Regions from separate parts of the Mus musculus genome. Here all the other regions are linked to region 1. The links are chromatin contacts, called in public Hi-C, HiChIP or PLAC-seq, capture Hi-C and promoter capture Hi-C maps. All regions are on one chromosome and are shown on one strand. Each heading gives the region's core, a stretch centred on a gene start, on an enhancer-like site or on the middle of the called end of the contact. The rest is flanking DNA. Distances are from core to core; before and after follow the strand shown.

Region 1 (3,820 bases), core at 408-2,907:
TTCTTTTCGGCAGAGAGGATGAAGGCGTCCGTCATGTCTCGAGGAGCAGCCCCGGGCACCAGGCTTTCGCGGTGCCTCAGGAACTTGTCCAGAACGAAGTTGCTGAAGTTGCGGTTGAGCTGCTCGAACTTGCGGAAGGTGGTGCGCACCGGGTTGGGAAATAGCTGCAGCCAGGGCAGCACATCCACCAGGCTGCCCGCACCCACTGTGCGCCCGAACTCCTCATTGTGGCTGAGCAGCTCTAGGAACTCCGCATCGTCGTGGTTGTACCGACAGCCGAAGCACACAGCGCTCATGACGTTGGCCACCGCCACAATGACCGGCTGCGTTGGATCGAGGAAGGCGCCGCCCGCACAGCGCCGCACCAGCACTGCCACCAATTCTCGAGCCTCTGCCAGCGCGTGGCCCTCGAGAAGACCGCGACTGCGCGGGTGGCGCGTGGAGAAAGCACGCATCGTGCTATAGGCCGAGCGTCGCTGCGTCTTCCAGTGCTCAGAGTAGTGACCGAACGCCAGACTGCGGCCACCAGACACCACACGGAAAGAGGCGAAGGGCGGCCGGTCCGCGAAGATGCTGCCCTGCTGCACCAGGGCCTGGTGGATGGCACTCTCTCCATTCAGCACCACCACGGGACAGCTGCCCAGACGGATCTGGAAAACGTCGCCATAGCGCCTTGCAAGGCGAGCGAAGTACAAGTGCGACGCCTGGCCAACAGCCGCCGCGTTTCCGATCAGTGGCCAAGGAAAGGGACCTGGGGGCGAGGACCACGGTTTCCGTTGCCACTGTCGCAGCAGCCACTGGCCTAAGTGCACGGCGGCCAGGACGGAGAAGAGTAGCAGAAGAGTGGTCTGCTGGGTAGACAGCGAGCTCAGCTGCTGTGGACTGTCTGCACTAAGGCTGGTGGCCATGCTGGGGACACAAAGGCAAACCGTGAAACTCAGGTGTGCAAAGGAAAAAAAGAGTGCCCTCCGTCCCGCGTCTCGGCCCCAGCATGGGGCTTTACCCTGGGATTGAGTAGAGAGGAGGCAGTGCATAATTCAGGTAAAGGCTAGCTTTCTGGGCAAGATGCTTAAAACTATGTTTCCTACCCAACTCAGCCTCCAGCAGAGACCTATCGGCTTCCAAATCCCCAGCTGCCTAACGGTTCCCAGAATTCCGACACAATGCCGGTGGGTGGCAGACACTGAGGCAGGTTTCTTTTAAAGTACCTAATACCCCCACCCCTGACCTTCAAGAACTGCCCTGAAGAGACCTCAGGAAAGTGGCTCCGCGGACAGACTGACCTGCGATGAAGCGTGGTTTCCAGCGGTGTAGAGCAGCGGGATCTGGGAGAAGCTCTGGAGCCTCTGCCCAGATTCTGGCAAGGCTTCAACCTGAGAGTCCCCAGGGACCCCGAGACCTAGACACCTGAGGCCCGCTGCTTTAGCACCTACTCTTGACTCAATCAGAGCCTAAACTTAGATTAGGATGGAGGACAGGGACAAAAGTGTCTCAAGTTTGCACCTGGGACCCCGCAAAGTCAGGGCTTTCTCACGGAGTTGGGGTTGCAGTTGAGAAGGGTCGGGGGTGGGAGTTGATAAAGTGGAGTTAAATCCCAGCCCGCTGGCAGTTTTCAAGCTGGCGTCGCAGAGGTGTCTGCAACGCACCCCAGAGGCGATGCGCCATCCCTCTACTCCGGGGTTTTAAGGACTGGGTAGAGACTGGAGGAAGCGGGACCTTAGGGGGTGGGGCGTGAGGGGCGGGACGCACTGCGAAAATCCACAGATCTGTGAGTTGGGTCTCACATCCGTGCTTAGTGACCCAGGGTGGTCCAGTGGGAAATCCGCGCCTCTGGCTGGGACCCTCCTGAAACAATAGCTGGCAGCTTTGTTAGGATCCGCCTTGTAAAGTTTTCCTTTGGCGACAAGGGCTTGTCGTCAGTCATCCTCCCCACCCCCCACCCCCCAGTCAAGACCCCCACGCTTTCCTCAGAACCGAGCTTGGGACAGAATTTCCAACGCCTCTGCGCGCTGGAGCAAAGCTCAACCAGGAGCACGCCCTCCTCCTCCAGGTGACTCGAGTTTGGTGCCTTGCTCATGATCCTTAGGCACCGAGCCAGGAAAAGAAACTTGCTATTTTAATATCAGGACAGCTTGGTTTGCCTTGCATTTATCTTTATCTTAAGGTTTTACAAAGCATTTGGCCCCACGGCCGCGGCCCTTTGTGTGCACAGATCTCTACCTCTGAGATTTGGAAACCTTTAAAGTTCTCCCGCCCCAAGGCGTGCACCATCCTTCTGCACACAAAGCTCTCAGAAGGCAAGGCTTCCCGCGTTGAAACGACAGGAACTCTGCCACCTGCTGGACACGCGTGACAGCTCAGGTCGCCCCAGGCAGTGATCCAAGCTTGGGCACCAGAGACAGTCCTGGAGCGCCAGACCCGAGAGGGGGCGGTGAGTGGGAGGAGGAGGCGGCTCTGTACGCCAACAAACGGTTGGGTTGAAAAGTTTCTGCTGTCGCCTCCCCCTTGCGTGCGGAGCTGTGCCTTGCGTGCGCCGCTTCTGGGAAGTCGGCTCCAGTCATCTCCCTGGGCGCTGCTCGCGGCCGCCCCTCCCGCGTTTCTCACGACACCTGACACGCCGAGGCGGCGGCCAAGGGCGGGGTGCCTGCCGCCACCACCCTTGGCGGCGCACGCACAGCTGCCGCCCGCAGGGCCTGCCCTGAGGATGCTCGATCGCAGCCAACTGGTCGACCCCCACTCACTCAGCTTGTTTCCCAAACTAGCTTCGGGGACGCTTTCTTCAAAGAGAAAGCCAAGGATGTCAAAAGGCCTGGGAAGCAACTGCTCTTGTTTATGGTCAATGCAAGGTATCGTGCAAAACACCTGAGAGAACAAGGTTTCTGTTAGGCTCTGGAAAAGGCAACCCAAGAAAGAGGTAGACTGCTTCTAATAAAGGAAGAATTGTAGCCCCAGGTCATTGGTGTGATCTCTGGATAACCCGTTCCCAGCGTTGTGTTATTGTCTCATTTACAAATAAAGAGATTCAGAGAGATTATGAGACTATTATCTGAATCACAATGTTCTCTATAGGTGAAGACAGGATTTAAACTCACAAAGTTCCACTCCAAATCCCTCATACGGGTCTATTAAAAGCACCCTTAAGAGGATCAACAAGTTTCTTGCTGAACAATACAAAACAAGCAAAACAAACCAAAACAAAATTTGCATAGGATCTGGCCAGAGGCTCAACAGCTAATGGTGCTTGCTAACAACACTGACCACCTGAACTAGATGCCACAGGGCACAAGGCTCAAGTAATCCTCTCACCTCCACGCCCATGCCAAAGCACACACACTTGCGTGTACATAAGTGTAATAAGTTTTGAATCAGCCAAAAGGATGTTGTTTTTTGTTTTCATGACTGAGGATTATAAGACTCACAGAGAAAAGCTATGCTCACTCTTTGCCCTTGAATTGGCCAAGAGCAAGGCCAGTAGAAGTTGTCCCACAGCTGACATTAAAACAACTGATTACATTATAAAGGAACTTAATGAAAATGTCTGAAAGAGAGTCTAACATCTTTCAATAAAATTCCTGGCCTGCTAAGAAAAGGCCTTTTTATAAGTCTTTTCAGTAACTTTTGCAGTCTTTTCTGAATGAGATTTTATATATACTATAGTCTAGCTCTCCTGTGATGACGTGGGTCAAGTGTGTCTTAGTTTACTAATAACCATTGGTTTCTCAGAGCTGCACTGGTCCAACATACCTGTTTTGGTTTGTCTTTCTCCTGTTGTAACGAAATGCTGGAGACTGGTCCATGTATCAAAGGGGGCAATGGGTTT
Region 2 (3,820 bases), core at 657-3,156, 510 kb after region 1:
GTGTGTGTGTAGGGCAACCTCAGGTGTCATTTTCAGGAAATACACCCACATTCTTTGAGACAGTGTCTCTTTGGTTCAGGATTTTACAATTAGACTAGTGAGCCCCACGGGTCCTTCTGATTCCACTTCCCAGCCATGAAATTGCAAATGAGCCATACCGGGCTTTTTTTTTTTTTTTTAATGGAGCCATTCCTAGCATTCATCAATATAATCTTGATGACTACTAAGCATATACATAAAGAAGAGACATTTCAATTGGCTGGTACTAATTGAGTGAATTAGAAAAGCTAGAAGCCGGGTGATGGTGGCGCACACCTTTAATCCCAGCACTTGGAAGGCAGAGGCAGGCAGATTTCTGAGTTCGAGGCCAGCCTGGTCTACAGAGTGAGTTCCAGGACAGCCAGGGCTACACAGAGAAACCCTGTCTCGAATTTAAAAAAAAAAAAAAAAAGCTAGAATAGTTTAAATATCTTGTATCTAGTTGCAACTGATTTTTAAATTTTTTTAATTTTTTTTTTTTTTTTTTTTTTGTAGCAGGGCTGGCCTAGAACTCACTATGTAGACTAATTGATCCCAAACTCCCTGCCTACCTCTGCTTTCCACAAGCTTGGATTAAAGTCCTATGCACCACATGTGGCCCAAATGCAACTTAAATTTCTGATAATTTGGACAGAGTAGGGACATGTCCTTGTTTCAAAAGGGGAAGAAAACATAAGCCAAACAGGTTTGCAGTAAAGAATGAAACTTAAAATGCAACTGAACAGTTGTCACAAATCAGTTGTAGATTTTTATTCTGTAGTTTTAAAGGTCAAACATTTTCTCCCACACTCTTAATAACTTGGAATTTACATTAGCTCTTGTAGCTTTATAGAGGGTTTTAACTGATAAACTCTAACTTAATCCATGAAATCTCATTAATATGAAGTCAATCATTCAATAAATGAAGGTTTTGGGAAGGATTATTTGATATGGAATTTCAAGTAGTAATTTTAAAAAACCGATTCATATTTAATGTTTCTGCTGCTTGGCTTGACAATCTTTTTTTTTTTTTTTTTTTTTTTTTTGAGACAGGGTTTCTCTGTGTAGCTCAGGCTGTCCTGGAACTCACTTTATAGACCAGGCTGGCCTCGAACTCAGAAATTCGCCTGCCTCTGCCTCCCGAGTGCTGGGATTAAAGGCGTGCGCCACCACGCCCACCTCTGGCTTGACAATTTTATAGCTCAGTTTTTGTTCATCGCCCTTGGTGGGTTTTTTTGTTGTAGTTGTTGTCTTGGCGGGGGAGAGGGTTGTTTTTTTCTCTTTTCAGTATAGGCAGAATCTTAGCATTTACTGCCTTGCACCACTTTTCAGTATCACAGTCTCGAAGATTCTGCAGTATGTCAGAGCCCAGTCAGCTACGTGCCCAGAAATCTGAAGCAGAAACAACATAATCCAGTGCTGCTTGGGAGGCAGAGGCAGGCGAAGTCTACAGAGTGAGTTCCAGGACAGCTAGGGCTACACAGAGAAACCCTGTCTCGAAAAAAAAAAAAAAAAAAAAATCCAGTGCTGATCTTCCCAACTTCACCACTGTTCTTGAGATTTACTGAGAACACGTCCCCAAAGGTGCACGCATTTTAACCGGCTCCAAAACGAGCTAGACCAGAATTCATGCCATTCACCTCGGCTTTTAGAGCCTTAAGGTTTACCCAGAGAGCTTTGTGTTGAATTCAGGGCAAAATCGCATTTTCATACCCCACTTAAAAAGCTTTGAGGTACGAACATTTTCCTCTTACAAAGATTTCTTGAGACGTTCACGGTGGCCAGGAGAACTCAAGTTCCCTTGGACACAACCTGCAGTGCAAGAACGGAGGCAAAGGACTACAGGATGGAGGATTCTGGGGGAAGGAAATGACGTCAGGAGCAAAGCATGCTGGGCTCAGGCGGGCCGACTCAAGCCCGCTCGGCGGCGTGTGAGCTAAGTAGAAATATAGCCAGGGTCTCTGCGGCGTTTCCCTGAGTCGTGCAGAGTTCTGGGTATGGCGGCCTCTGGACAGGACCTGGTGTTGGAGCTCTAGAGCTTCGCTAACGGGTCCTCAGCGCTTTACGAGAAAATTGGCGCAAAGCCCGTGGAGAGTCATCTAGAAAGAGTAGGTGGGAATCCGAGAACTCCGCATCAGTTATGTCTGTCAGGGGTTTAGGGCGAAATCCTTTTATCTAAGGAAAGCGGAACGGAAGTGGCTGCTTCTTCTTTTTTCTAAAAAAGATTTCTTTATTGTATATGAGCACACCACTGCTTTCTTCAGACACACCAGAAGAGGACATCGGATTCCATTACCGATGGTTTTGAGCTACCATGTGGTTGCTGGGAATTGACCTCCCAGTCGGTGCTCTTAACCGCTGAGCCATCTCTCCAGCCCCGAAGAGTTTGAGTTATCTACGGGCCAGGTTCAAAGCCAGGTTGAAAGCGGTATCCGGAATTGGGAGCAGAGGGTGGGACTAGACATGCCACAGGAGTTTTAAGAATTGTACCTGTGGCCATTCACTATTACCATCAGTCTGAATTATAAATACCCCTTCCCAGATATACTAAACAAAACATTCTCAAGAATTCTCCAAAGATAGTATCAGTTTCTTATACCCCAGATGGGCGTTTTGCTTGTTCTTCTGAGATCTGAGACGGCACACTATGTTACCAGGCTGGTCTCAGCACTACTAGTAGGTAGGGACTGTAGGTGTGAGTTAAGACTGGCTCTATGTATCAGTGCTTACTTGCATTAAGAAACTCGTTATTTTCAGGCAAATTACAGACTGCCTACAGAATGGCGATCATTAAGACATTTGCTTGGGCTGGTGAGATGGCTCAGTGGGTAAGAGCACTGACTGCTATTCCAAAGGTTCAGAGTTCAAATCCCAGCAACCACATGGTGGCTCACAACCATCCGTAAAAAGATCTGACTCCCTCTTCTGGATTGTCTGAAGACAGCTACAGTGTACTTACATATAATAAATAAATGAATCTTTAAAAATATTTTTAAAAAAAGACATTTGCTTGTGTGGAATATCCATAGTGATTAACCCAAATTGATAATGGTTCTAGATCTGGGCAACTGGTAACCATGAGCGAATGGATGAAGAAAAGCCCCTTAGAATGGGAAGATTACGTTTATAAAGAAGTGAGAGTGATAGCCTGTGAGAAGGAGTATAAAGGATGGCTTCTAACCACAGATCCAGTCTCTGCCAAGTGAGTATGCAACTTAATTTTGTGAAATGACAATCCTATGTACTGGCCCCGGATATCCAAGCTGAGAAGGCAGATCAATCAAAGACTGGTCATTCACACATAATAATTGCTTTTGAGCCTAACTGCTGCTGTTTTAACTATGGGATGCTGTAGCAAACTAAACATAGTTATAGGAATAGAAAAGAGAAATTCTCCCCTCTTCTAATTCTCCTTCCAGAGGGTCTCCTGTAGCCAAGGTTGGCCTTATTTGGCTATATAGTTGAAGATGATATTAAACTTCTGATTCATCTACTTCTACTTCTGAATGCTAGGACACCACACCCAACTTTATTTATTTTTTTAAAATAAGTCTCATATAACTCAGACTGGCCTCAAATTCATTATGTAGCTGAGGATAAACACGAATCCCTGATCCTCTTATCTCCACCATATCCAATTGTCAGGACTTGTCTCAAAAGGTAAAAAAAAAAAAAAAAAAAGGACTGAAGGTACATAGATGTCAAGGGGAAAAATGCCCATGCTGTTTATTGGAAAATTTTATATTTATTGAAGTACTAAGTAGTTTGTTTGTTTGTTTGTTTGTTTGTTTTTTGAGACAGG
Region 3 (3,820 bases), core at 848-3,347, 450 kb after region 1:
CAATATTGTAAGAGTGGGGCTTGACTGGAGACAGAGACCAGTTGAAAGCTACTTAATATCCAAGTGAGAATTAAGGGGGACCTAAGGCAGGGGTCAGCTAGAAGAAGGGGATTTTATATTTAGGAGGTAAAATCAGGTGGCTGGGGCTGGAGAGTTAGTTCAATTGAATGCTTATTGACCTGAGTTCCAGCCCCAGAACCCACATACAAACTGGGTGTTAGTAGAACATGCCTATAGACCCCACACTTAGGAGGTAGAGACAGTGGGCTCCCTGGAGCTCTCTGGTCAGCCAGCCTAGACAAATCTGCAAACTGCAGATCAGTGAGAGACCCTGTCTCAAAAAACCAAGATGGGCTGGACGGTGGTGGGAAGATGGCCAGGCAGAGAGCAGAGGAGAATCTGTCCCAGCTAACCCCACCTGATAGCGTGATCAGGGCAGAAGCCAGTTTGTGTCAGAGAGTGTGGGCCTGTGAGCTGTTATCAGCTAAGGTAACTTGAACACAGAATCCTTGAGGCCTGGGGGCTGGGGGTGGGGTCTGTCTATCCTCAACAGCTTATGAGAAAGGGAAGAGGCAGGGAAGAGGGGAGAGGGTGTCACGGAGAGGTTGGGTACCACTCAAGGTAGAAAGGTTTTAAGGGAGAGGGAAACTGACTTGAGAACTGAAATGGTTGTGGGAGAACTTGGGGAATCCAAATGATGAATGTGAATAGCCTCAGTCTGTGAATTTTCTCCTGGTTCTTTCAGAAGTCTGGACAAAGAACGTGGATTGGCCCACAGTTAGGGTTTCTGTCAGATCCAAGGGCAGGAGGTCAGAGTGTTAGACAGGTCAAGAAAGGTCACTAAGCCAGTAGCTTAGGCTGTAGACAATGGGTCTTTCATAAGTATCAAAGGATGTGAAGGATGGTAGGATACATAGTAAGAAAATACGGTGACACCAGGGACCTGGCGGTCTCTGGAGAAGATCAGACCTATCTGGAACCTCACACCTGCGGTACAGCCAGAAGGCATGAAGGCCACAGCTGGGCAGAGAGCCACGGCAGAGTGAACTTCTTAACTAATGGCAAATCCCTGTGTTCAGTGCTGATGGCCATCTAAGATGGAAAAACACTGTCAGGAAATGCCTTATGTGGGTTAACCATGAAGAATTGCCCTCTCATCTGAAAGTGACCTGCGGCTCAGCTCAGCTCTTCCTGCTGTGGATGTCACGTCATATCTGGAAGCGACACCCTCCTTCCTTTGAGTCAGAGTCAAAAAAATCAGAAAGCCCTCAGTGGAGTGAGAAAGAGATTGGGGAGAGCGGGACCCACCCACATGGTATCGGAATGACATCATCAACACAACCAGACAGCAGAGGAAAAGTGCAGAGGAGTGCTGAGACCGAGGGGTCTGTGAAATGTTTCCAAAATGCTACCTCTACAGGAAAGTCCCAAGGTGCTTTTCCTTGTTGGCTGCTGGAATGAAGTAAGAATTCCCACCCAGGGTGTCACCTTTCATTATCATCCTCTTTATGTCGCTTCCTAAAATAATAACTGCCATTCAGGAGATGACTTAACCAAGATGGCTTAATTAGATATCAGACGAATACCTGTGCCCAGGAGCCCCATTACTGCAGGCCTCCTCATGCAAATCTTTCTGGCTATTCCCAACCTGACTAGCTAAAGAGACAGACGTAATTGGAGCAGCTGGGCTGTAAGCACAGCTGGGCCGTCCCCATGGAGACCAGAATTCTGCTCGGGAGTGCTTCCTGTTGCCAGCTTTTCTTCCCTCTATCTTTTTTTTTCCCGTTGTGTAGCAGCGCCTCAGTGCTCAGGTCTGTGCATACCAATCACTGGGGAGGTCGTTAAATACAGATTCTGCCTCCGCATTCTCTGATTGAGCTACTGGGTCCGTGATTCTCACAAGCCCGTAGGTGAGGCATGTTCTGCTGCTGCTGGTGGTCCTTGAGTCTCCTTCCAAGCAGCTATCAACAAAGCTCCAGCTAGCCTGCAGGAGCGTATGTTGCTTTCTCATTTTGGCACCATTTCTCCCCTTCTGTTGCTCTCCCCAGCTCCTCTATGGTCTCCAGTGGACAGTAGCTCCCTGTGTTCTCCCTCCTCCCTCTAGCACGCCATTCGTGGGCTCCATCACTAAACGTGTGTTCCTCAAGTCAGTCTTCAGCTAATGGCTTTCAGCCAGCGGTTTCCTTAAATCAGGCTAGCTGAAAGTTCTATTAAGACACAAATGGGTGGGGATGAAGCTCAGTTGGTTGAATGCCACAGAGCATGAATGAGGTCTCTGGGCCATCCTCGGTACTGCATAAAACCAATCGTGGTGGCCACACCCATGACCTCAGCACAGGTGGTAGAGGCAGGCTTAGAAAAGGTCAGCCTTCTCAGCTGTACAAGCTCAAGGGCAGCCTGGGCGATATGAGACGCTGTCTCAAAATTAAAAGTTTTAAAAGAAAGAAGAAAAAAATAACCCAATATCACAGAGTATTCCGCAAGTCGACACCCAGCTTCGCTGCTTTTGTCTCACACCCCAGTAATCCTGGGGTGTCACAGCTGGAAGGCATCACATCTGGATCCCAGAGCTCAGCAGCAGCTGGGTGTCCCTGGGGAAGGATATCACCTTGCTCATTGTCCACCGGGTCAAAGTATTGAAAAGGCTTTTCATTTTTCTTCCTTTTGGTTTCTCAAGACAGGGTTTCTCTGTTTTAGCCCTGGCTGTCCTGGAACTCAATCTGTGGACCAGGATGGCCTTGAACTCAAGAGATCCACCTCTGCCTCCCGAGTAAGTGTAGCTGGGAGTAAGTGTTTACACCACTACCGCCTGGCTTTTTTTTCTTTTTTTAATATTTATTTAAATTTGGTTCTGGAGAGAGTCTTATTGTATAGTTCCAACTGGCCTTGAACATGCTACTTAAACCAAGCTGGCCTATGCAGGGTGACGGTGGCAAAGGACTTTAATCAGGAGGCAGAAGCAAATAGATCTGAGTCTAAGGCTAACCTGGTCTACAGAGCAAGTTCCAGGACAGCCAGAGCCACACAGGGAGACTCTGTCTTAAAAAACAAAACCAGGCTGGCCCCAAACTTGAAGAGATCTGCCTGTCTCTACCCCGACCCCCCATCCCCGAGTGTGAGGTTAAATATGTATATGCCTGGCACGCTGGTATCACAGATACGCTATACCACATCCTGGCTGTTGTTTTCTTTGCTTACTTATTTTGAAGCTGTCTCATATACCCCAGGCTAGATGACTAGTCTACCAGCTGAGTGCTTCCTAACCCCTGAACAACCCTTTCAAATAAGTATCACCGGGTGCTTCATTTGAGGAAGCTGAGAACTCAGGAGGCACACACGTGGTACACAGACAAACAGACAGGCAAGAGATACCTGTACACAGAAAAATAAAATTCAATTATTAGACTGTTTCAAAAATAAAATTGCAGGCCTGAGGTGGATATAAAAATATATACTTTCTTTTTTTTTTTTTCCAGACAGGGGTTCTCTGTATAACCTCGGCCTGGAATTCAGAGATCCTCTTGCCTCTGCCTCCTGAGTTAAAGACAAGTGCCATCACCACCACCACCTGTCAAATCTGAGGCAGGAAGTTGATAAATTGGAGTTGAAGACAGCCTGTGCTACATACTGACTTATTACCTCAAAAAGTTTTTAAAGTGAGTGGGTGGTGAGATGGCTCAATGGTTGAAAGCACTTGTTGCCTTTGTAGAAGACCCAGGTGTGGCTTCCAGGACCTACATGATGGCTTACAACCATCTGTAACCCCAGTTCCAGGGGATCTGACTGCCCTTTGACCTCCATTGGCACCAGGCACACATGT
Region 4 (3,820 bases), core at 774-3,273, 420 kb after region 1:
TCCATACCACTTGCACATCCTTGGAGGAAGATTTTAGAGACATGCTAATCTGTCCGGTCTGTTTGTGCAGGTTACCTCCAGAAGCAGCCCTACTTTGGAGCAGTGGTTGGGAGGGTAGCCAACCGAATTGCCAAAGGAAGATTCACTATAGGTGGGAAGGAGTACCACCTGCCAGTTAACAGAGAGCCCAACAGTCTCCATGGCGGATTCACGGGGTTTGATAAGGTGAGCTGGGCACGTGACAAGAGCTCCTCGTGGCACACTTTCAAGTCCCCTCAAGCCGGTATTTGCGGGACCCTAGAGCACTCCTGTGGCGGAGGGATCCAGGGAAGAGGTTTGTTCCGTATTGTGACAGTCTTGGACTCAGGAAGTCCGGCATGGCTTTCACAGCCGTGTCACTATCAGGGAACCAGGTTACAGATTAATGATCATCCCTGAGACTTACAGCACAGGCACTCACACGCGTGTTCTCTAGTCATTAAAACTTATTAAAACCACGAGTTGTCACCAAATGAAAATGCTGAGCCCCACCCCCACCCCTAAGCGAGACATCTCCTAGAGGGATAGCCAGGCCTGTCTGCCTGGCCCCAAGCCCTCATTCCCACCTCCACGGTAAGTATTCATGTCCTCCAGTCCTCCTGGTATCTGTCCTCAGTCCCCTCCCCCATGCATAGCGTGTTCAACACTTAGCGTGTACCCTCCCACCGAATTGCTTTGTTCCTCAAAGTTAGGTCAGGTTGTCTCCAGGTTCCCATTTCTAGACAAACACTCCCATTATCTAAGCAAATCTCTGGGAAACAAGGTCAGGAAAGTAAGTGGATCAGGTAGATCCTCTGGGATGGACAGATCCCCGCCTCCTGCTTCTCAGTCCCGCTGTGTATCTGCTCAGCGGCTCTGAGCTGTCTCATTCTGAGCTCTGAGGGAGAAAACTTCAGAGGAATTTGGGCTTAGGTTACTTCCTAGGCTCTAGCCAGAGAAGATGAGAATCTGGGCGGCAGCCAAAAGCCACCGCAAGCCATGCTTCTTCTCTTGCCTCCGGCCACTACCTCTTCTGTTGAAGGAAGTTGGACGCTCTGTTTCCCGCTCCTGTTACCAGCTTCCTGTCTATGACCCAGAACCGGATCACACAGTTGGGAAGAGCAGAAGGGAGAGAGGAATGTCAGCTCTGCCAGCATTAGGGCTGAAGATCTCTAGAATGTTCCAGGTCCGCGAACAAACCTCAACCCAGGAGAAGTTGGACCCAGACTTCCTTGGGACAGGAATCTTCAGAGGAGCCTGAAAACAGCAACGTGAAGTAGCTTGTTCCTCCTTCTGTGGTGTTTACTAGCACGTATTCCTAACACAGACAAAAAGATCTGTCTCCATACATCGTCTTTTCATGACAGGATCTCATGTGCCCCGTGCTGGCCTTGACCTGGCTACTAAGTGGCTGAGAATAATCTTGAGTTTTTGATTGTCCTCTCTCTAGCTCTCCCTTGCCGGAATTGCTAGTGTGTGTGTGTGTGTGTGTGTGTGTGTGTGTGTGTGTGTGTGTGTGTGTTTTAAGATGTATTTATTTATTTTATGTAAGTACACTGTAGCTATCTTCAGACACACCAAAAGAGGGCATCCAATCTCATTACAGATGGTTGTGAGGCACCATGTGGTTGCTGGGATTTGAACTCAGGACCTCTGGAAGAGCAGCCAGTGCTCTTAACTGCTGAGCCATCTCTCCAGCCCAGTTTGTTTTGTTTTGTTTTGTTTTGTTTTAAAGATTTTTTTATTATGTATTTGTGTGTTTGTGTGTGTGTTCAGTGTGTGTGTGTGTGTGTGTGTGTGTATGTGTGTGTATGTGTGTGTGTATAGGGGGAGGTGCCTAAGGGAGGCCAGAGAGGGTGTTAGGTCCCTGGAGCTACAGTTACAGGCAGTTGTGAGCTACAAGATGTAGGTACTAGAAACCAAAGTCAGCTCCTATGCAAGAGCAGCCAGCGCTCTCAGCTGCTGAGCCAGCTCTCTAGTCCAGGAATCACCCGTTTTATGTGGTAGTGGGGACTGAACCAGAGCTTCCTGCATGCTAGCTAGGTAGTCACTCAGCCGTCTGAGGCACATCCCTTAAAACCCTGCCTCAGTACATTTTATATCGGTACAACTGAATACACAGAGCAGGTGACTTTTGTTAAAACAAAGGTCTAAGTTAGCCCCCATTTCTAGAGGCTGGAAGTTCAAGGGCAGGACACCAGCTTCTGGCTTTGTTTCAGATGTACACTTCGCTTTATCCTAAGGTGGAGAAGACATCTTAGAATCATTGTGCCGGCTCAGGTCTTTCTTCCTCTTATTTCAAAACCACCAAAACCACCGTGGGGGGGGCGGGGGGTGGGGGCTGTGCTAACTATCACAACCTCATCTAATCCTAGCTGTCCGTCAGGTGCTCTGCCTTAAATACCCATACAATGAATTTGAGAATCAAGTTTCCAACAGATGAGAGTTTGGGGCAGCACATTCCAGTCTTAGCAGTGCCCTTTAGTGGTGTGAGTCTCTTTGCGCACCAGCAAGACTAACAGGCTTGGACTCCTAGGGATCCATGGATGGCCCCTTACATAACAGAGAAGCACAGATGTGAACAGTGTGCTGTAGGAAGGGAGTGTGAGCAACAGGGTTGGTGGGATTTGAGCTCCTGAAGAGCAGGTAGCGTCTGTCCATCTGTGGATGCCCAAGAGATGACTGTGAAGGGCAAGGCTTGGCTTCTGTGGAGCCACTGGAGTTTGGGGCAGGAAGTTTACTGCAGTGGCACAAGCAGCAGCATTGACCGTGATGCTTCACCCTATTGGATTGCAACAATCAATGAATAATTTAGTTTGGAGATAATGTGCTTTTTCTATTATAGCAACACTTTAAAAAAAAAAATGAAAATTGAGTCCTGACAGGACTAGAAATAGTACAAGAAAGACTAAAGATATGAAATTTCTGGAAAATTGGAAACTTTGGGTCAGGAAACTGGTTCTGTGGATAGGAATTGCACTTAGCTAAGGATGATAAAAAATCTTTCCACTGTGTTCCTTCTGTAAAGGTCAAAAATGTAGGTGGCAAGGCAATAACGTTTTATTTCAAGCATTTAATTGTTGAAATTTTCCATTTGATGATTTTTCTTCTTTTCTTTTGATTTTTTTTCCCCTAAGGTTACACATGAAACAGGCTTCCTTAATATTTTAAAATTTGTATTCATTAGTGTTGTATGTATCTCTATGTATCTTTGGGTGTGTGTTCATGTATATATCTGTGTCTGCTTACGTGTGTCTGTCTATATGATTCTGTGTGCTCTCATGTACACATACATGTGCACACCTGTGTGTGTCTGTGTGTCTGTGTATGCTGTACATGTGGAAGTCGTAGGTCAGCTTTTAGAAATCCATTCTCTGATTCTGCCCTGGGTTCCAGGAGTGGAACTCCGGTTATGCTGCTGCCCACAAAGCTGGCTTGTGGCTCCCCTGGGCTCCTTTTTGTTCTTGCTTTAGATTTATTCATTTTATTATTTAATGTGCATGAGTATTTAGCCTGCATGTGTATCTGTGCCCTGCGTGCCTAGAAGAGGGCATCTTGTAATTTCCCAGGACTGGAATTACAGATGGTTGTATCCAGGATGTGGGTGCTGAGAATTGAACGTGGGTCCTCTGCAAGAGCAACAAGTGTTCTTAACCACTGAGCTAACTCTCCAACCCCTAGATTTTCTGTCTTTGGATGCTTTGAAAGTTTATCATTTCTGCCAGTTAATTAAGGTATCATCCATCTACTCTCAGTGGATTTGTTCTCAATGTGATGGCTTTCACTGTGGGGCCTTCATCCC
Region 5 (3,820 bases), core at 573-3,072, 370 kb before region 1:
ATGCTTGCATCTCTACAAAGCTTTGTTGTCCACCCCCATCACGCCCTGCACAAGGCTTCAACTACCATTTCTAATGACAACTTCAGCTCACACAGACCTACTTAAGTCTAGACTAGAACCCCTCAAAGTGGTCCATGGACCAGACCAGTCCATAGGTAAAGAAATTGAAAGTAAGGTCTTAGAAACTTTTTTGACATTGCCATAGCAACCAAGCATATGGTTGGTGTTTTCTTTTCTCACTGAAGTGGTTGATGATAAATCTGGGGTTTTTGCACTGTTGATCTTGCTGTGTGGGGTCCGGGTCATAGATTTCACTGTGCACAGTAAGTTCCATCAATTCTGCCACAGATTGAAAATTGAAGTCAAAGGCAAAGCAGTGGCTCTTCTCAGAGAGTGTGAAGCACTGTGTTTCTTTCCTGCATTCTGGGGTTCCCGACTTTGCTTTCCTGGGAAACTCCATCTTTCCTCCCTCTGACTAGCCATGGTGAGGGCCTTCTGTGCTTTCTTCTCTTTCTTTGTAAATGGCCAAACCCAGCTATCATTTTAACCTCTCCCTGGCTTCATTCTCCTGTCAAGTCTAAAACCCTATCACTGAATCTCTCCTCATTCGCCCCCACAATTGCCGTGTTGTGCGTGCATTTGCCTCTCCTCTTTCTCTTCTTACCTAGAATCCACCCATAATCTTAAAACCCTTAAGAGGCAGGCCCACCCTTACAGCCTGGGGATAGGACTGCACAGGACCACACAGGCAAACCGAGGGGCTGCCCAGCCCTACAGCTGTAGCTCTTCCCTGTTGCCAAGGCCTCTGGAATTCCTTAGCATCATGTGTGCATCTGACATCCACTAACCATCACACCGAATTGTAGTTACTGCTTCCTTGCATGTCACCCCCACCCCGATTAGGCCGTCATCTATGAGAATTAATTATTTTACTCATAGAAGGAACTAAAGAGAGCATATATTTGTGAATGTTATTTAAAGGGGAAACAGCTTCTACCCGTGCCTGCAAAGTGCTAACCAGTATCATATCAGAGGGTTACGACCGCCTTGGGCCATTCAATGTAATCTCCTGATTACATTCAAGTTCAAGTTCAACTTAGAGTGAGATTCTAGAGAAGCAATGAGCCCGCTCTGCTGACCACTCCTTTCAAGTGGAAGTAAGTTCAGGAGAATTTGGCTCATGTGACCTAAAAGCATATGAGGAAATATCAGGAAACCACAAAGGGCATCCTATAGCAAAGGGAAGCCCCGGGTGGGGCCTGTAACAGCCACAAGAGAGGACTCCACTTCATTTGAGAACAGCCTTCTCAAGGCTTACAGAGGATGGAATGTCCTAAGGCCCAGCAAATACTTGTCTCCTTCTGGTCACTGTGCAGAGCCTTTGAAAAACTATAGAATAGTTTAAACACACACACAGTCTAAATTATTTTCAAAATGAGGATAATACTCCTTACTGACTGTTGCATCTATTTTTAGTAATATTGAGATCTTTGCATTCAAGAAATGTGGCCAAGCAGGTCCTAGTCTGTCTCCTCAGCACCTTGACTCCTTTGCTTCTTTGGAGAGAGCTGCTAGGTGGGAAGATGAGGTATGTCTCTGGCCCTGATGATAGCACAATGACTTGAAGGCTATAGCAGCTGTACTTCTCTCTAGATAGCAGGGGACCCACAGGGACCCCTCCATGTGCCAGTGACAGGCCAGAGTATAGAACTGCCTTGTAGGACTTGAATAGCAGCAGGATGAAGTCAACAAGAATCAGATGAATAAGTAGGAAGTCCTGCAATTGGGTTAAAGCTCGTTACATAATCACATAAGTGCAGAAGAAGGCAGGATGTGGCTGGCAGCTCTTATAAAAACAGACCTGGGCATCTTAGCTTACCACAAGCTTACTTGTGAGCTGAAGTGGTGACAGAGAAAGCTAAAGCCCCTGACGGCTCCCTGCACGGACCCCAGCCAGACCCCTTTCCATCTCCTGCTGGGTTGGAACTTGTCTGGAGACCCCATGTTATAAGGTGCTCTAGAAGCCGGTGTTCATCTAAATACTTTCTCCCAGCCTTAGCATTTCTGTTCCCCTTCCTGGTGTGACAGTGCTAATCGGTGCCAGTGACTTCCTCTTGAGACTTGAGTTTCCTGCTCTGCAAACTCTAAATAGAATTATGGGCATCTTTTTGAGGCATGAAGTGCCTGGCGAATGGCTGGTAGGCCATGAGCCCCAACCCCAGGGAGAGGCAGAGGTTAGTAATAGTGACTTGGAAAGAGCAGTGATGCATCAGGCAGGCTTTAGAAACTCACACTCGGAAGCTGCATTAGTTCTCTAGAGGAACAGCACATATAGAAGGACTAACATAGGGATTTATTGGAATTGTTTACAAGCTGTGATCTAGCTAGTCCAACAACACTGTCTACCAATGGAAGGTCCGAGAATCAGTCCAGTAGTAGTTGTTCAGTGCACAGGGCTGATGTCTCAGCTGGTCTTCAGTAGAAGCCAGACTCCTGAAGAAGTAGGCTCCCATGCCAGTGATGGCAAGAGGACAAAGAGAGCAGTCCTCCTCCTTCCAAGTCCTTTTTACAGATTGCCACCAGAAGGGGAGCCCCAGATTAAAGGTGTACCTTCTCACCTCTCGAGATCTGCATTAGAAATTGGTCTTCCCAGTTCTAATGATGCAAATTTGTTGCAGGTGTACCCAGCAGCTTGAGTTTTAGGTTAATTCCAGATACAGTCAGGATGACCACCAAAAATAGCCGTCACAGAAGTTTCTTCCAACTTTATTTCTTTTAGACTTTAGGATCTGGATACCTAATTGATTGTTTTAACTAACGTGTAAAGTCTTCCAAATGATGCGGCTCCAAGAGTCAAACTTCCTGCCTAAGACAAAACTGAGCACGAAGCAATCCCTGTTTGGACTCCTTACACAACAACTGAGACCCAACTGAATGTGCTGTGTGTTCCCCAGCAGGCTGGTGGCAGCGATCACCTCTCCGCAGGTGAGCCACTGGATTAAGGAGTCCTTCATGAAGGATCCTGGGATAAAAGCCACCAGCTCGAGTATGAAACTCATCTTACCATTACACCCCGACTCAGCATGACTAGAAGACATTTCATTCTGAAGACTAAACGTGAGAATACCACATGCAGTTTAGCCTGCCCAAAGGGAGCCATGTGTCTCTAAATATGACCTTCAGGATGTCACCAGAACAAGACAGATTCCCAAATGTGTAAGCTGTCCAAACAGAAGCCTGTCTTTGAAGTTTCTGCCTTCCAGCCTGCGCTGGCTCCTTAGAGAACTACATGGCTGTTTTCCAGCCCAAGGCCCCTCTTTATTAGCAGGATAGGCTAATGCTGATAAGTCACATGGATACTGGCTTATTGAAATCTAGAGCTAGAGATGATCTGCACTCATGAAACACCAGATCCTGTTAGAGATGACAAACAGGCTTCCAGAGGCCGGAATCACACCGTATGGATGCTCACCAAGCTGCCAACCTCTGTTTTCAGATCCAGTCTGTGCTCCCTCTGCCTGCTTCCAAGCAGAACCACCACTTCTGATTGCCAGCATCTTCCTGGTTTGCTCTTCCTGCTCAGCAGCCTACAAGGCACACGCACAACACACACAGTTGTCATCTGTGCAACTGTGGCTTGGTACTCCCGAGAGTGAGTTTTCTACCGGAGAAGTCCTGCAGCCATTGTGAGGGCGAACCGCTCTGAGACACAGTAGAAGCCTTGCCCACAGGGAGTCACTGCCACTGGTATAGTGGGTACTCTGCAAAGCTGTGCAGGAAGAGGGTCAGCACGTCACAAACTGGCTTCCTGTAGTTCGCT
Region 6 (3,820 bases), core at 519-3,018, 350 kb after region 1:
CCAGCACTCGAATCTGGTGAGTCGCAATGAAACTACCTGTAACTCTACCTCTAAGGAACACTAAAACCTTACTAGGCTGCCATGGGTACTTGTTATGAACCCATACATGTAACTTTTTTTTTATTTAAGCTAGACCAACAAAAATTCGAACTTTAGAAAGATAAGCGGCTTCTGATTAAAAAGGGTTGGAACACCTTAATTTTTGGAAGGTGTGCATAACTTCGTCAACTTCTGCTAAGATTTGATCTCAAATGTATTAAGTGTTTAAATAATATCTTAAGTCGTCAAGACCGTTTAAAGGCCCCCAAAAGAGTCAAAACCGTTCGGATTGGTTTGTTTCCTTAAAGTCTCCATGGAACTGAAGTTGTGGGTTGCGCTGTCCACATTCCTCCAGCCTCCAGCTAAACGTTTCTGATAAAGGAGGACTCGAGGAATGTGTGACTGAATTCCCACAGCTCTGCATTCATTTCCTTCTGTGGGGGACAAACTTGAAGTACATTATGAATGAAGAACTCTCGTCATCTGAACGCCTTTTATTTGACAGCAGGGACAGACACACACACACACACTTAGATCACCGGCCCACTCATTTCTGTAACAAGAAAACTTATCTTGGCCATTGCCTGGCCTGAATGAACCCCATGCCCACAAAGCCTTTTCTATAGAAAGATATTAAACTAGCGAGGGCTAAACTACGGGGAGAGCACGAGGGCGCAATTTGTCATTGCATCGCGGTTCCCACGGAGACGAGGCCACGAGAGCCTTCCCGTTATGGTTGCCCAGCGTGAGGATGATGCGGGTCGGGGAGGCCGGGTCCCCAGCACAGCCTCGGAGCCGGAGTTGCTCAACTAACAAAGAGCGGATCCCGCCGAGGGCGCGCGGCGCAGCCTCCCGGAGCGGAAGCGACACCCGCCCGCCCCCGCCGCCCCCACCCCGCTACCCTCCCCAAGTTCAGGGCCCGGACTCCGGGAGGCCCGGCACCCCAAGCCCACCCAAAGCCGGCATTCGGGATTCGGGGATCGTGGGCAATAAAGGAAAGAATCAGTCCGAGTCGCCAGCTACGCGCTCGGCGTGCACGCAGCGGCAAAGGCGGCCAGGCCGAACCCCCGCCGCCGGGCCCTGCTGGAGGGACGCGGCGCGGCGCCGCGCTTTGTTACCGTGGACAGGGGCATGCTCCGAGGGCCACCGCCGCTGCCACCTTCGTCGCCGCCGCTCCCTCCCTCATCGCCGTCGCCTTCGTCGCCTTCTTCTCCACCTTCGCCTTCCTCGCCGTCGCCGCCGCCGCCGCTGCCTCCGTCTCCGTCGCCTCCGTCGCCGCCGCCGCTGTCGCTATCGCTCCCCGCCTGAGGCGTCGCTTCCTGGCGATTCTCGCTCTCCTCGGCCGAGTAGACGATCTCTCCCTCCTCGGTCTTGAGGCGCTTGGCCTGGCTCTCGAACTCCCGGTCCTCCTCGTACGTCTCCTCCTTGGGGGAGGAGGAGGAGGAGGAGGACATGGCGGCGGCGGTGGAGACGGCGCGGGAGACGGGCCTCAGATGTCGCTGATCGGTCCCCGCCGCGGGCTGCGCCTCCTCGGCGCGGGTCTGAGCTGGCCCGGCGTCCTCCGCGGCGCGCTCCAGGAGCCCGTGACTGAGAAGGGAGCGCGGGCTGAGGGGACGCTTCCCTTTATCTCTCAGCCAGCCTCCAGCCTCTCCCTCCGCCAGCTTCGCGGCTCCCAGCCCCGGGGGGGACGCGAAAGTAAGGATGGGGCCGGGCCGTGGCTTCCGGTCTTCCCTCCTCCCTGATCCGCTCCCCGCCGCTCAGGCGGAGCCTCCACCCCGCCTTGACTGCCGCCGGGCGGGATGGGATCCAGGGCCCGAGAGTTTCCGCCCCCTTGCCGAACTTCCGCCTCCTATTGGAAGAGCGAAAGTCGATCTGGCTTCCAATTGGCTGGAAGAACTGCTCGTCAGAATCCCAGCCTGGACTCTCGCTGGGCTCCGGTCGGGACCGTGCAACGCCCGCTGCGCGCGGTTCCGCAGCGGTTGCAGCCCCGTGGCGGTTAGCGCTGTTAGGCCCTGGCCGCCGCTGAGATACCGGGTGAATGTGAGGAGCCGGCGATGCGTTCGGCAGAGTCGGGGCTGTGGGTGTTAACCGCCTTCCCGCTAATTTGAATGCTTTTCTTCTTCATTTTAAAAAGATGAGGGAGACCTGGAGAATCTTTAAAAAGATGAGGGAAACCTGGAGAATCTCCGCGCACCTAACCACACACAGCCCCCGAAAGCGCGTGGACTCTGCGCCACTAACTAAACAGAACAACCGTTAGCTGTTACTGACTGTGGCGAGCCAGCGAGATGATGCACACAGGTCTGCGCAGGGCATAGGTGACCTGCAAACCGGACCTATTGCTGCAGACATACCTATCCAAGTCCCTGCTGCAGTTACATATTCTCAACCTTCCTCTAAAACCCCTATTCTCACTGTTCTGAATGATCGTCTTCATTTTCCAAAATAGGAAACTCTCACAATCCTGTTCGTTTCCAGCCCACAACTCACTTCCTCTGTGAAGCCTAAAGACTGTTTTAAGGTTTTTAGCTGTTTCTATTTGCAAAAGGCCTTTGAATAACTAAAGGTGTTGTTTTAAAACAAAACAAAACTGGACGTGCTTAAGGGCAGGTACTGTGTTCATTTTTATAATCTAGTTCCAGTACAGTTCACCCCAACCCAATCCACCCCCGAATGGATTTCAGTGACCAACTTACTGGGTTGAAATTATGGTGTCTAGCTAGCAAGAAACCCACCGCGCCCTAAGTGCCCTGTTACTTTAAGCCTTGGAAAACTAAGATTCGTTCTGCGCACTTGTTTTGAACCTCTTCCTTTCCCAGTTGTGGGTTGTTCCCTCCTCTAGCCTGTTTTTTTTCCCCCAAAGGCATTTCTTCCCCCAGAAAGATGTGTGATCGTTCTTTTAACATATGTTGCTTTCTCCTTTATACTTTGCGTCGCTTGTCATTTTAGAATCCTAAGGAATCTAAGCGTTTCTGCAAACTGTACCACTGTGTGTGAGAGAGAGAGAGAGGCCGCTTGCAGAACTGAAAATTAGAAATATGTCTTTAAAATTAAGATAAGACTGACGTGTACCGAAGAAATATCAAAGAAGGAATTGCAGAGCTGGGGACAGATAAGGAAACGTCCTGAGCGAGAGCAACTGCATCCGCAGTCAGAAAAACACTGCACCAGTTTTGCCCAAAAGTTTTTGTCTGAGTCAGATGCTCCATACAAATTGACAGTGCAAAAGTTTCTGTGCAAGAAAGTTCAGGTACAAAAGTTTTAAAAGCTAAGATCTAAAAGGCGTAGGTTTAGGGCTGGAGAGGTGGCTCAGCAGAGGCGGTGCAGCCCTCAGGGAAGCATAGGAGCTTCCCGGTGCTCTTCCTAGGGATCCGATGCTCTCCCTTCTGACACCTTCATAGTCACCATGTCACTGAGCAGTGTTCTGCAGGGACTGTCAAGATGGCCGCACCTGTCAAAATGGTGGCATCAGTTAAAACAAAGTGGGTGGGGGGAAAAAGCACCAATCACTGAGCAGGAAAACCAGCCAATCCCTGAACTCCCTAAGATCAAGACTTGAAATCCTACCAATCCTGACTCTGGAAGTCTCCACCCTCCTAAGAAATCCTCTATGTGCCTGCCTTTTGTCCAATCCCCGGCTGTCCTCTCCCCAGGAGCAAAGAGGGCAGCCACCTCTGGACTCCTCTCTCCTCCCCCTGGATTCGACCTTCCAATAAATGTCTTTTATGAGATGTGCTTCCTGCTATGACTCTTTCATCGGAAGAGGGCAAGAAACAAGAGA
Region 7 (3,820 bases), core at 531-3,030, 290 kb after region 1:
GGTCTGCTGTGATGTGCAAAAATATGCACCTCAGTCCCTTGTCCCAGGGTCTGAAACCAAACACACACGCGAGATGTGACCAGTCCTGTGAGAGGCCTAAACAGAAATATACTCCTAGAACATGAAACATGGTCTTTCTTGTACAAAGGAAGAAAGATCAGTATCTCTAGGAGATACTGTACACCATCGATTTGCCAAATTACTTATGCTTGGCTTGGTTTGGTTTGGTTTGGTTTGGTTTGGTTTGGTTTTGGGGTTTTTTATGACAGGGTTTCTCCATGTAGCCCTGGCTGGCCTGGAGCTTGTGCTATAGACTGGCCTCCGACTCAGAGAGCAGCTTGTCTCTGCCTAGGACTAAAAGAAAGGTATTAAAGGAGACACTACTATGAAGCTGTCAGACTCCTTTAATACATGCCTGGTCTGAGAGGCAGAGCAACAAACACACAGCATTCACTCACACAGACACACACACACACACACACACACACACACACACACACACACAGACACACAGCATTCATTCACACAGACACACAGACACACAGACACACACAGACACACACACAAACTGTTAAGGCTCAAACCCCACACAAGTAGCTACCATACTTATTAACACACTTCAAAGCTGATGCTGGCCCCCAGGTTCTCCCAGCATCCCTTGGTCCCGACCTGTTATAGTTATAGTATCCTCCTGCCTAGCATACCTGTCCCTCTATCCCGAACTCCCGGCTTCCCTCTGGATAGTTCCTTTGGCACCTATATAACTCAGCCATTTTGGCTACACCAGTCTCTTGGCCAGACTCTTACCGCAGGCCACCCGTCTTGCTCCTTTTCCCCTCCCCCTATCCTCGCATGGCCTGTTCACTCTGGAGTTTGCCAGATGTCTCTACCTTTGGCTGTTTATTTCCTTTTATTTCTAGCTTATATTTCCAGTCATGTTCTCCTTTTATTTCTTTTTTTTTTAAATTCAAACATAATAAAGATCAAATTTTAAAATAATAAAGATCAATATTTACACAATAATAGCAACAGTGACAGGAGCTTGGAGCAGCCTCTTCTCTATGCTATGCTGCATGGAAGGTCAGCTAGTGTCTTCTTCAAAAGAATGGTTTGGGTTTTGTTTCTCTTTTCGCAGGTAAAAACCCACAATGGGGCTTAGTTGAAACATTGTAAATTTTCCCTGATAACAGATGTGATTTTGAAATGCTCACCTCTTCTCTGGAAGGTTGCCAAGGTTCTGCCACAGGTGGCCTCGGATTTTGTCTGTTCTATGTTCTGTGACCTGCTGTTTTTTTCCCCAAGCTCCTCAGACACATCAAAGAGAATGGCTGCCCAAACTGAGGCTGCCGGCTGAAGAATAGAATCAGATCTCTGAAGAACTGGAAGAACAAGCCAAAACCCTGGGAGAGAGGTCAGGATTGAAGTCCCTGATCCTCCAGTGGCCAGTGACATTTGAGATCATCCAGGCCAACCTCTGCATTTCACAGATGAAGAAATGGAGGCCCTGTCACCTCTCACCTTAGTGAAAACCCTAAACCCAGAAATCACAGCCCTGCTCTCCAGAAAGACTGCGGATTAATGTCGGGCACTTGAAACGTCTTTGTTTCTATATGTTTCCTCATTCCTGGTCTCAAGACCTCAGGGAAGGAACCCCCTGTGGTTGTTTATTATTCCGTTGGTATCTGAGCTGAAAATAGAAACCTAGGCCCTATGTCTCCCAGCTCCTCACTCTAACAGTCAACAGAACACTTCCTATGCTTTGCAAATGACTGTCAGCAGGCATTTAGGAAGTTGGCGCTTTGCCAGGTGTTAGTGTTACACACACTGGAGTTTCAATGGCTGAGAGCCAGCGTTTAATACCACAGAAAAAGCTAGCATAATAGTTCTCAAACTATCACATACTCAGTCGGAGGGCAGGGGGGAGTGTGGCACATATCTGTAGTCCGAGCTGAGGCTGAGGCAGGAGGCTAACCTGTACTACATACAGAGCAAGTTCCAGGGCCATTATGAATTGCGTGGAAAGACTTTGTCTTTAAAAGCAAAATAAAATACTTAAAACATATCATTCTTCAATGGCTAGTGTAATGAGGAACGAAAGAAAACATGAAGTATTACTAAGCAGGCCTCAGGTAGTCCATGAACTTATTCTCAAGTTTAGTACTGGTCTCAGTCATGGATGTAGAGTCCAATGCTCGAGTTTGTGAGCACGATAGCATCGAATTCCGGTTTTAGTTTATGGAGAACTTTGGTCCAGTATAATACACATAATCTGAGGTGCTTAATGACTCCTTATCCCCCCAACCACCTCCCTTTTCATGGGAAGTTCCCAATATCAGAATCCATAGTTACAGAGAACGGATGTGGCGCTATGCAGAGGCCTCGGTAAGGAACATGAGGTCCCTTCTGGCCCTCTCTCCTCGGGTTTGGAAATAACTAAATGAGTCCGTTTCCACATTAGATAGCGCGGTGCACACAAGCACTGGAAGTAGAACCCTAGCTAAGATCAGTCCCAGGAGAATGGAATGAAGAGGCGACCTGCAGCACTGAGTTTATGGGTAAAAGGCCCAGGACAAAAGGAGGCAGAGAGAGAGCCTGTAGGTTTTGTGCGCGGCCACCTTGAATATTGAAGAAACTGCAAGATGCACAAGGGAAAGCTAAGGAGGAAGAGAACAGTTCCAAAGAGCACTCTGCAGAGACGGGGGTGGGGGTGGGGGGGGTTGGCTCCTGATCAGCAGTGAGCCCTGTTCAATTGTTAGAAGCCTCGCTGTCCCCTTAGGCGCTGCGCAGTTCTCCGCGCATCCCCGGGGAAGCTGTACTTTCTGTGTAGGTCATTACATAACAAGGCTTATTTGTGGGAGGATGTGGTACAGGTCCTTGGAGAGAGAAGAGAGCTCGACCTCAGACAGAAATATGTCCTCTGAAATTCGAGTTGCTTTCTGCTAATTCCCGTGGAGACTGGTGTCAGGTAACGGAGGACAACCTCATAAACACTGTCCCATCTGTCTGGTCCGCTATGCGGCAGCACTTGGGAGCGCTCGTTTCAGGCCTTGAAGTCAAACCTTTGTATAGCAACCTTGAATAGAAAGGCAGCGGGAAGGTCTATAATACAGTGGGAAAGGTGTTCTCTATCCCTGCGGCTTGGAGCTTTGGGTTTAGACACCCACAGGAGTTGTTTAAAAACACTCGTGCGTTTTGCCAGAAAGTTGAAGAATTGGGAGGTGATCCATAGAGTCCTCTAGTCCTGAGATGGAAGCTTCAAAGGGAAAGGGATTCTTTCTAATCCAAGGGCAAGCATGGATAAAAGGTTCGGAGAGGCTCCACAGCCACAGATGCAGGAGACTTACAAGGCTTCTTATCCTCCGTAAAACACACACACACACACACACACACACACACACACACACACTCACACACAATTAACTTAGGGCTAGGGGTACAGTGGTAGAATAGTTTGCCTAACAAACTTGTATGTGAGTGTGTATATGTTTGTGTGTGTGTGTGTGTATCTTTCTGTGAGTGTGTGTGTATGTATGTATATGATGTGTGTATTTGTGTGTATGGTGTGTGAGTGTGTGTGTATGTGGGTATATGTGCATGCATGGTGTGTGTGTGTGTGTGTATTGTGTGTGACTGTGTGTATGTATATGTATGTATGTATAGTATATGTGTGTATATGTCTCTGTGGTTTGGGTGTATGTGTGTATGCTGGGTGTGTGTGTGTGTGTGTGTGTGTGTGAGAATGTTATTAAAGCTTGAACCTCGCCGGGCGTGGTGGCGCACGCCTTTAATCCCAGCACTCGGGAGGCAGAGGCAGGCAGAT

The links. Promoter capture Hi-C pulls out the DNA fragments that hold promoters and counts their contacts. A called contact is a pair of places that touch in the nucleus more often than the background predicts. HiChIP or PLAC-seq counts read pairs in DNA pulled down with a chosen protein or histone mark. Capture Hi-C pulls out chosen DNA fragments and counts their contacts.
Region 2: a capture Hi-C map of macrophages shows a contact between it and region 1, with 2.7 times the contacts expected there. The contact joins the promoter of Gemin6 here to the promoter of Cyp1b1 in region 1. A contact is called at or near these places in 1 of 39 promoter capture datasets (cranial neural crest), 1 of 484 Hi-C or Micro-C datasets (embryonic stem cells), 1 of 115 datasets of contacts at active chromatin or transcription factors (embryonic stem cells) and 1 of 9 other capture datasets (macrophages).
Region 3: a contact with region 1 is called in an H3K27ac HiChIP or PLAC-seq map of heart atrium, with 4 times the contacts expected there. The contact joins the enhancer-like site here to the promoter of Cyp1b1 in region 1. A contact is called at or near these places in 7 of 39 promoter capture datasets (3T3-L1-derived adipocytes, the C10 cell line, cranial neural crest and 3 more), 1 of 15 datasets of contacts at CTCF or cohesin (large pre-B cells), 4 of 484 Hi-C or Micro-C datasets (B cells, muscle stem cells, nephron progenitors and 1 more) and 7 of 115 datasets of contacts at active chromatin or transcription factors (embryonic forebrain, embryonic stem cells, heart atrium and 1 more).
Region 4: an H3K27ac HiChIP or PLAC-seq map of microglia shows a contact between it and region 1, with 7 times the contacts expected there. The contact joins the enhancer-like site here to the promoter of Cyp1b1 in region 1. A contact is called at or near these places in 4 of 39 promoter capture datasets (the C10 cell line, cranial neural crest and pre-B cells) and 4 of 115 datasets of contacts at active chromatin or transcription factors (embryonic stem cells and microglia).
Region 5: a Hi-C map of LSK cells shows a contact between it and region 1, with 4 times the contacts expected there. The contact joins the enhancer-like site here to the promoter of Cyp1b1 in region 1. A contact is called at or near these places in 2 of 39 promoter capture datasets (both in liver), 8 of 484 Hi-C or Micro-C datasets (LSK cells, embryonic stem cells and palatal mesenchyme) and 5 of 115 datasets of contacts at active chromatin or transcription factors (astrocytes, bone marrow-derived macrophages, embryonic stem cells and 1 more).
Region 6: an H3K4me3 HiChIP or PLAC-seq map of embryonic stem cells shows a contact between it and region 1, with 18 read pairs. The contact joins the promoter of Hnrnpll here to the promoter of Cyp1b1 in region 1. A contact is called at or near these places in 4 of 39 promoter capture datasets (the C10 cell line, neural stem cells and stem cell-derived epiblast-like cells), 1 of 484 Hi-C or Micro-C datasets (embryonic stem cells) and 8 of 115 datasets of contacts at active chromatin or transcription factors (craniofacial prominence, embryonic limb bud, embryonic stem cells and 2 more).
Region 7: a promoter capture Hi-C map of stem cell-derived epiblast-like cells shows a contact between it and region 1, with 5 times the contacts expected there. The contact joins the enhancer-like site here to the promoter of Cyp1b1 in region 1. A contact is called at or near these places in 10 of 39 promoter capture datasets (the C10 cell line, cranial neural crest, embryonic stem cells and 3 more), 3 of 15 datasets of contacts at CTCF or cohesin (the NIH/3T3 cell line, embryonic stem cells and large pre-B cells), 34 of 484 Hi-C or Micro-C datasets (the AML12 cell line, B cells, Sertoli cells and 16 more), 15 of 115 datasets of contacts at active chromatin or transcription factors (T-cell acute lymphoblastic leukemia, astrocytes, bone marrow-derived macrophages and 4 more) and 2 of 9 other capture datasets (embryonic stem cells and pancreatic islet).

Annotation. Positions count from the first base shown.
Region 1 is chr17:79,713,404-79,717,223 of GRCm38.p6, forward strand. Cyp1b1 (cytochrome P450, family 1, subfamily b, polypeptide 1) reads right to left here and starts at 1,658. Exons shown (of 3, transcript NM_009994.2): 1 at 1,284-1,658; 2 at 1-909. The coding sequence starts at 908. RefSeq lists promoters at 1,525-3,820, 1,531-2,729 and enhancers at 2,461-2,729, 2,492-2,522, 2,513-2,542, 2,655-2,683.
Region 2 is chr17:80,222,545-80,226,364 of GRCm38.p6, forward strand. Gemin6 (gem nuclear organelle associated protein 6) reads left to right here and starts at 1,907. Exons shown (of 3, transcript NM_026053.4): 1 at 1,907-2,126; 2 at 3,077-3,220. The coding sequence starts at 3,096.
Region 3 is chr17:80,166,819-80,170,638 of GRCm38.p6, forward strand. All of the region lies in intron 4 of Galm (galactose mutarotase), which reads left to right. Among named protein-coding and RNA genes, the nearest start is that of Gm51284, 26 kb to the right of the region's middle. Within about 2 kb of position 2,098, at least 159 of the 459 cell types and tissues checked have an H3K27ac peak or open chromatin away from gene starts, as enhancers often do. A contact at or near this core is called in heart atrium, muscle stem cells and nephron progenitors, where this site is marked.
Region 4 is chr17:80,137,943-80,141,762 of GRCm38.p6, forward strand. Galm (galactose mutarotase) reads left to right here. Exons shown (of 7, transcript NM_176963.4): 2 at 71-225. Among named protein-coding and RNA genes, the nearest start is that of Galm, 12 kb to the left of the region's middle. Within about 2 kb of position 2,024, at least 93 of the 459 cell types and tissues checked have an H3K27ac peak or open chromatin away from gene starts, as enhancers often do. A contact at or near this core is called in microglia, where this site is marked.
Region 5 is chr17:79,346,264-79,350,083 of GRCm38.p6, forward strand. The region is part of intron 1 of Cdc42ep3 (CDC42 effector protein (Rho GTPase binding) 3); the gene reads right to left. Among named protein-coding and RNA genes, the nearest start is that of Gm17315, 6.5 kb to the right of the region's middle. Within about 2 kb of position 1,823, at least 103 of the 459 cell types and tissues checked have an H3K27ac peak or open chromatin away from gene starts, as enhancers often do. A contact at or near this core is called in LSK cells and bone marrow-derived macrophages, where this site is marked.
Region 6 is chr17:80,060,500-80,064,319 of GRCm38.p6, forward strand. It overlaps Hnrnpll (heterogeneous nuclear ribonucleoprotein L-like), which reads right to left and starts at 1,769. Exons shown (of 13, transcript NM_144802.4): 1 at 1,158-1,769. The coding sequence starts at 1,493. It overlaps 4933407O12Rik, which reads left to right and starts at 1,723. Exons shown (of 2, transcript XM_006525248.3): 1 at 1,723-2,073; 2 at 2,174-2,963. The coding sequence starts at 1,741. The coding sequence ends at 2,299.
Region 7 is chr17:80,007,236-80,011,055 of GRCm38.p6, forward strand. No RefSeq gene overlaps it. Among named protein-coding and RNA genes, the nearest start is that of Gm22215, 24 kb to the right of the region's middle. Within about 2 kb of position 1,781, at least 44 of the 459 cell types and tissues checked have an H3K27ac peak or open chromatin away from gene starts, as enhancers often do. A contact at or near this core is called in bone marrow-derived macrophages, craniofacial prominence, differentiating embryonic stem cells and 4 more, where this site is marked.